Regions from separate parts of the Sus scrofa genome. Here region 1 is linked to region 2. A link is a contact called in public HiChIP or PLAC-seq data. All regions are on one chromosome and are shown on one strand. The core of a region is the stretch at or near the end of the contact, and the rest is flanking DNA. Distances in the headings are between cores, read along the strand shown.

Region 1 (3,698 bases), core at 939-3,438, 94 kb before region 2:
TCCCCTCCCCCAGGCGGCTGCCCAGCCCCCTCCCAGGCCTCCTTCTTTCGGGGTCCTTTCTCAGGACCCAGGACACCCAGGCCGTCCCTTCTTCAGCCCTCAGATCAGGGCCCTGGGGGGGGCCCCGCAGGAGGAGGGGGATGCTGGCCGGCACAGGAGACCACTGGGCTGCGGCAGACAGAGGGCCAGGAGGGTACCAGGCCCCCAGGTCAGTGGGGGCGAGCGTGCCCCTTGGCTGGCCCTGGTTGAGAAGAGGCCAGGTGGCAGCACAGGTCCTGCCTGGGGACCAGCCTGGCTCTCCATCCTTGCCCTGCCCGGGGGGCCCTGCAGTGGTCCCAGTGTGACCAGCCCCCCCACCGGGCTGGCAGCCCATCAACCCGCAGCAAACCCCACCTCCCGCCCCAACCCCCGAATCACAGGGCTGGCAGGTCCTGAGGTGGCTGGCCCCTCGCCCACGACTGAGAGACACAAGGCCTGGGACAGGGAGCGCAGTCTGGCCCCTGGGAGGGAGGGAGTGGATGGGCTGGGAACATTCGCCCAGGCCTGGGGCGGGGTTGGGGGAGTTGTTCCCTGGGAATGCTAGCTGGTGGCCCTGAGCCTGCAGGCTCTGCTGTGCGCTGGGGGACGGTCACCCTTCCTACCTGTTTGTAGCCTCTGCAACCTTCCAAGTGCCCTGCCACTGGCCTCCCACAGGGGGCTGGACCAAGCTGCCTCTTCCCTGGCCAGATTCCACACCCATATATGGACTAATCTTTCGCTGGTTTCAACACACACTCAAGGAGCACCTACTATGCGTAGCAAAGCCCTAGGCAGACCTGGAGACAGACGCCCGAGGGCAGGCCAGGGCCCCCACCTGGACCCCTCTGCCCTGTTTCCTTTGTGGGAAAATTCAGCTTGTCACGGCCTCGGAGAAGGTGCACCTCCACGCTGCCCCGCTGGGCTTCCTTCGGCCACTCACTGCCCACTGGTGGCCCCCGCCTGGGTGCAGGCTCTCCCTGCTGGACAGGCAGTTCCCAGAGCAGGGAACCACTGGGAACACCCGGGGGCACCCAGGTCTGACCCCGTGTTTGGTGGAGAGACCAGGGCAGGAGTGGGCCCCAGCTGGTCCCTGCTGCCCCACCCCCCTCCCCCTAACTCCTCTCTGGCACATTGAATGTCCTTCCCCAGTCCTTGGTGGCCTCCAGATGGTCTAGGAGGGCAGTTCAGCTGTGGCTGCACGTGACAGACAGACGATGGATGGTGGGTCCCAGAGCTGTGCTCAGTGGCCCTGCCTGCCTGCAGCCAGCAGTGCTTGGCAGCTGCCTGGGTCGCCAGCTAATGGCCCAGGCTTGGCCTTGGCTGGGTGTGACCAGGCAGCCTCAGCCGCAGCCCAGCTCCATGGGAACAGCTTCTCTGCTCTACGGAGCCCACCTCTCCTGGGCCTGCAGCAAGGGAGGCCTGGAGCCCTCTTCACGGGGAACTTCCAGCCCCCAGCCCCTGGGGCCTGTCCTGTCCCTAGAGACTGCAGTCCTGAAGCCCCTGCTACGTGTCTCCAAGTCCCCTGACTCAAGCATGCCCCACCATAGCCCTCAAGCCCACGGTCTCTAAGTAATGTGCCCCCTTAGCAAGCTCAGCACCCCCACTTAGCAAGCTCAGCACCCCCAGTCGGGGCCCCCCCTTACCCAGGCTTTCTGGGCAGCAGAGCTAATGTCGCCAAGGGGAGGGTGACTCTCTCATCACTCCTTTCCCCCACCTGCTCCTTAAGCATGCACCCACAGCAACCAGGGACTCTCGCATCCGTGCTGACCCTTGCCCACAGGGGCGCTCACTGCTTTGGGGCATCCACATTCGGAGGGTGCCGGGGTGGGGAGACCCGGAGACCAGCAGGCCGGGTGCAGGCCTGGCCAAGCGGGGCCGGACCCGACACTGCTCAGGCGGGCGGCGGCCCACTGTTGGGGCCCAGCACCCAAGGGCGGCCGACGCCAAAACTCTCTCCCTCCTCTTCCTCAATCTCGCTCTCGCTCTCTCCTAGCCAGTCCATCTCCCTCCCTCTTTCTTTTTTTTTTTTTTTCTTTTTTTTTTTTTTTGCAAAAGGAGGGGAGAGGGGGTAAAAAAATGCTGCACTGTGCGGCGAGGCCGGTGAGTGAGCGGCGCGGGGCCAATCAGCGCTCGCCGTTTCGAAAGTTGCCTTTTATGGCTCGAGCCGCCGCGACTGCGCCCCATAAAACCCGGCGGCGCGACGCACAGCCACAGCCGAGACCGCGTCCACTCCGCCAGCACAGGCCCCTCGCCCTTGCCGCTCCGCCTTCGCCGCCGGTCTACACCGCTACCAGGTAGGGTCCCCGCACCGGCCGGGCCGCTGATGCGCTGGGCCCGTGCCTCTTGTGGGCAGGTGGCCCCCTCCGCCCCGGCCCCGTGGACAGCCGGCCGGGTGCCGGGAATGGACTCATGCGCTCCTCGTTCGGGGCCCGGGCTGCGCTCGGGGAGCGCTCCCAGAGTGTTTCTTTGGGAGCCCTAGCGGCGGCGATTCTTTGTCCGAGCGGGCCGATCGCTCCGCCGGCGGGAGAGCAGTGCAGCCGGGCGGCGGGGCGGGTGGGTGGGCGCGGCGCGGTGGCCGAGCCGGGTGGGGGCTGGGACGCCAGTGCGCGTGCGTGTGCGCCGTAGGCCCAGGAGGCGAGGGCGGGGCGGGCGGCCGGAAGGGGTGGGGTCGCCGCGGCGCGAGAGCGCCTGCGCGCACTTCCTCGCGGAGCCACGGGCCGCCCCGGGTGTGGTCGCCGCGCGCCCGCCGAGTGGCGCTTTTTGGGCGGGGCGGGGCTGGCGCCCAGTGGGGAGGGGGCGGAGGCCTGGCTTCCTGCCGCGCGCCTCGGGGCCGCCTCCGACCAGCGTTTGCCTTTTATGGTAATAACGCGGCCGGCCGGCTTCCTTTGTCCCCAATCTGGGCGCGTGCCGGCGCCCCCTGGCGGCTCGAACGCGCGTCGCGCCGGAAGTGAGTAGGGCGGAGGCGGCCGCACCCGGCCTCCGGCTCACGGTCCTGCTGCCCCTGCAGTTCGCCATGGATGACGATATTGCTGCGCTCGTGGTCGACAACGGCTCCGGCATGTGCAAGGCCGGCTTTGCGGGCGACGATGCTCCCCGGGCCGTCTTCCCCTCCATCGTGGGGCGCCCCCGACACCAGGTAGGGCGCCGCCCTCGGGTCTGACTTGGTGGGTGGGGTCTTGGTAGCAGGTGGAGGGAAGGGGGAGGCTTTCTGCGTGGGGGCCGGTGGGGCCGGGCCCGGGCTGAAGGCGCCTCGCCCCTCCTTCCGCAGGGCGTGATGGTGGGCATGGGCCAGAAGGACTCCTACGTGGGGGACGAGGCCCAGAGCAAGAGAGGCATCCTGACCCTCAAGTACCCCATCGAGCACGGCATCGTCACCAACTGGGACGACATGGAGAAGATCTGGCACCACACCTTCTACAACGAGCTGCGTGTGGCCCCCGAGGAGCACCCCGTGCTGCTGACCGAGGCCCCCCTGAACCCCAAAGCCAACCGTGAGAAGATGACCCAGGTCAGTGGCCCACTGGGCTCTCTCGGGCGGCCGCCCCCTCCTCTCTTGCCCCTCTTTGCCACGCCCTTTCTCACTTGTTCTTTCTTCTGCCATTTTCCTAGGACTTTTCTTCTCTGACCTGAGTCTCCTTTGGAACTCTGCAGGTTCTATTTGCTTTTCCCCAGCTGGAGTC
Region 2 (3,205 bases), core at 96-2,595:
CTGCGCCCGCGGCCAAGTAGGTTGCCGCGGGCAGCTCCCGGCGACTCAGCCCAGAAAGGATTTTGCTGAAAGTGCAAAATAAAAGTACAAAGTCTGGGGGATTGGGACTCCCCTCCCCCTCCGGCCGCCGCGGCCAGCCAAGCACTTTTTGGGCTTGGCTGCTGCTTCCTCTGAGCTCAACAGATTTTTTTTTTTTTTTTCCCGGTCTCGCCCTCCCTGGAGGGGGCGCGGCGGATGGAAGGCGAGAGAGCCCCCAGCCAAGAGGTTTTTAATATTACACTTTAATAGGTTTCAGAAGGCCCCGTGGAGAAATGCTAATAGGCTGAAATGTCAGAATCGAGAGGGAGTCAGTTCGCGCTCAGCCGATCTAATCCTTTTTTCTGCTCTGATTTTTTTTTTTTTTGCGGGGGGTGGAGAGAAAGGGAGGGGAGCGCCCACGCAAAGAGAGCCTTTGGGGAGGGGCGCGGTGAAAGCTCCGCAGCCGGGCCGAGAAAGGGGCGCGCCCTGGCCCGCGTTTCTATAGGAACCCCTTTTAGAAGATTAGAGACTCACCCGCTGCCCGCCGCCGTGGCCTTTCCAAAATATTAATCAGTAACCATCTGACACCGCGTTTCAGGGAGGAACCCGCAGACCCGGGCTCGGAAAACGGCCTTCTCGCCTGCCCATCCCACCCAACCGCGTTGCAGGGGAAGAGGGAATGAATCGCAGCTTTGTTTTAAAGTGGGGGGGGGAGAGGGAAAAAGCAGCCCTTGTCTGTTTTGGCGTCTCCACCGCGCGTTCTAGAAGGCGCGCCCCAAGGGAGGTGGGGAGCCGGGGGCCTGGGCGCGGGGTGCAGCAGCCCGCCAGGCCCCAGGCCCTTCCCGGCCCGCTCGGCCCGTCACCTCCTCCTGCGAGCAGGAAGCTGACAGGCGGCCCATTAAACCGCGCCTTGCAAAGCCCTGGATTGCGGCGACAACCATCTTCCTCTATTTTGATCACTCAGCCCAGACGCTGGGGAGGGGGGGAGGAAAAGGGAGGAGGAGGAAGGGGGGGGCCCAGAGCTGGTGGAGGGGGAGGAGGGCTGCCTAGAAACGGCCCGGAAAAATTCTCACCACCAGTTTTGATCATTCAACCCCGCCGAGGGGAGCCTGGAAACTGCTGGAGCCCCTAGGTCCGTAATTGGTTTTATAGGAATGGCTGGGGGCCAAGGTGTTTACATGCGCGTGATTGGCGGCGCGCGCGACCAATGGGTGGCGGCCGGAGGCAGGCCTTGGGGGGAGGCGGGCACCCGGGAACAATGCGTGTTTCTTCGCTGGAGAGTGCTCCCCTCCCCCAGCCTCCTCCTCCCCCCCCGCCTTTTTTTTTTTTTTTTTTTTTTAGCTCCAGCGAGAGGAACTTGAAAGGGGGGTTGTGTAATGTACCTTTTCCAATCCCGGGCTGTATATGGAGATTTGGGATTCTTTAAACCGGCGCTACCTGGATTTTATTAAAAAGCGGGGAGCTCGGCGGGAGGAAAGCTGGCTTTTCCGGGGGCTGCGGGAGCCCGGCCGCGGGAGGGCGGAGGAGTTGGCGCGCCGAGCGCTCGGCCTGGGGAGCGGTTTTCTACCAAAAAAAGGAAAGGCGGGCAAAAAGTGTGAGGCGGCTGCGGGTGGCGAAGGGGAGCAGCGGCAGCGGGATGGCGGGCAGCACGGGAGCCTAGCCGAGCCGGGAGCCGGGGCCGCCGCCAGAGTCGCCGGAGCCGGAGCCCGAAGCCGGGAGCCCTGCAGCGCCAGGTACGCCGCCGGGTCGCCCGACCGCCCCTGGCCGGGCGCAGTGGTCTCCAAACTTCTCCAGATGGCCCCCCACCTCTCCTTCCCCTCGGGCTGCGCCGGGGATCCCCACAGCTCTCCGGCTCTCGAGAACTCAATCGGGGGGTCAGGGCCGGCGTAGTGGGGCGCCCTGGGAGGGGTGGGGGCGAGGCCCTGTGCCCCGGACGCCCACCTGAGCCCCCAGCTCTTCTCTATCTTGCCCAGCCCTTCTCTAGCCCGCCCAGCTCGGCCGAGGGGCGTCGGTTCCCTCCTCGGTTCCCGGTAGGCGGCGGGGGAGCCAGGGACGCCGAGACGTTTTCGATTATAGGCTGTTTTTAATTAAAAGCCGGAATTCAGCCATTTTAACTGCATTTAAGAGGGGGAGAAAAGTAGGGAGAACGCAGCGGAGCCCGCAGATGGCCAAACCAGCTTCTCTGCCAGAGCAAGGGTGTTTCGGGGGGCTTCACCTCGACTTCCCCAAAGTGGGGCGCCGGGGCATGCCCCGCAGCGCTGGCTTTTAAAAGAAAGCTACACAAAGAACATTTTTTTTTCTTTTTTAAAATCACGGAACGCTTCTCGCCTCTTTGAGGCAGTATCTTCGGATGTGGCGATCTTAGATTTTTCCAAAGTAAACGCGGATCTGGTAACCGGAGCCTGATGGGAGAGAGCAAGGGAGGGAGGGAGGAAGAGGGTGTTTGTAACCAAAACCAGGTTAAAATAAGCACCCTTAGGAAAGTTGGGGAGGAAGGCTGGAGTAGGCCGGGGTGGGGGGGGTCTGCAGCTCGGGGGGCTGGGCGCTGGTCGCGGGGCGCAGGGCGGGCACCCGGGAGCCGATGGCTTTGGCGTGATCCTCGGCTCTAGGAGCGGCCGGCCTCTTGGAATCAGGAATCCGAGCTGCTGCGGGCAGGCGGAGAGCGAGGGCAGCCTTGGCTCCCAGACCCCCTCCCGCCCCCGCGGGAATCGGCAAACGGCAAATCTTTTCAACAAATAGCTTTAAACGGGAACTACAGGGGGATTTGCCCAGCGCTGGGGGAGGCGCCCCTGGGTCGGCCCGCGCCGCCAAGGTTTTCTTCGTAGGTTGTTTTGGGGGGAGTGGGGGAAGCTAGGGTCGGAGGGAGACCCTCGAATCTTTCCCTTCGCTTCTGACGCCCCCCAGATCCCCCGCGCCAGGCCACGTCCTCGGCGCAGGATTCCCAGGCCAGGGCGTTGGAAAATGAAACTAAGGCTTGTTTTGAAGGATTCTTTCCAGTCCTCGGGCGAGAATGCCACGTCTCGGGTCCTCGGACTTAGACTCTGCGACTCACAGTGGCCCGAGGAGGGTGGCGCGAGGGCCGACGAGTCCCCTTAAAAATAACAAACCCGCTTAGCACCCTCGCTCGCGAAAAAACTACAAACTCCCAGGCTCCGGTCGAGCTCCGGGGAACCCAACTCCGAAAAGG

Evidence for each region. HiChIP or PLAC-seq counts read pairs in DNA pulled down with a chosen protein or histone mark.
Region 1: a contact with region 2 is called in an H3K27ac HiChIP or PLAC-seq map of skeletal muscle. The contact joins the promoter of ACTB here to the promoter of TNRC18 in region 2. A contact is called at or near these places in 1 of 5 promoter capture datasets (liver), 12 of 47 Hi-C or Micro-C datasets (embryonic fibroblasts, fetal heart ventricle, fetal skeletal muscle and 5 more) and 2 of 2 datasets of contacts at active chromatin or transcription factors (alveolar macrophages and skeletal muscle).

What each region holds. Positions count from the first base shown.
Region 1 is chr3:4,088,873-4,092,570 of Sscrofa11.1, reverse strand. ACTB (actin, cytoplasmic 1) reads left to right here and starts at 2,188. Exons shown (of 8, transcript XR_002342206.1): 1 at 2,188-2,312; 2 at 3,026-3,154; 3 at 3,287-3,526. It overlaps LOC106509620 (a long non-coding RNA gene), which reads right to left and starts at 2,075. Exons shown (of 3, transcript XR_001307289.2): 1 at 1,662-2,075.
Region 2 is chr3:3,994,338-3,997,542 of Sscrofa11.1, reverse strand. It overlaps TNRC18 (trinucleotide repeat-containing gene 18 protein), which reads left to right and starts at 1,345. Exons shown (of 32, transcript XM_021086041.1): 1 at 1,345-1,751. LOC110260072 (bcl-2-binding component 3-like) reads left to right here. Exons shown (of 7, transcript XM_021087964.1): 3 at 1-16; 4 at 1,595-1,751; 5 at 2,003-2,048.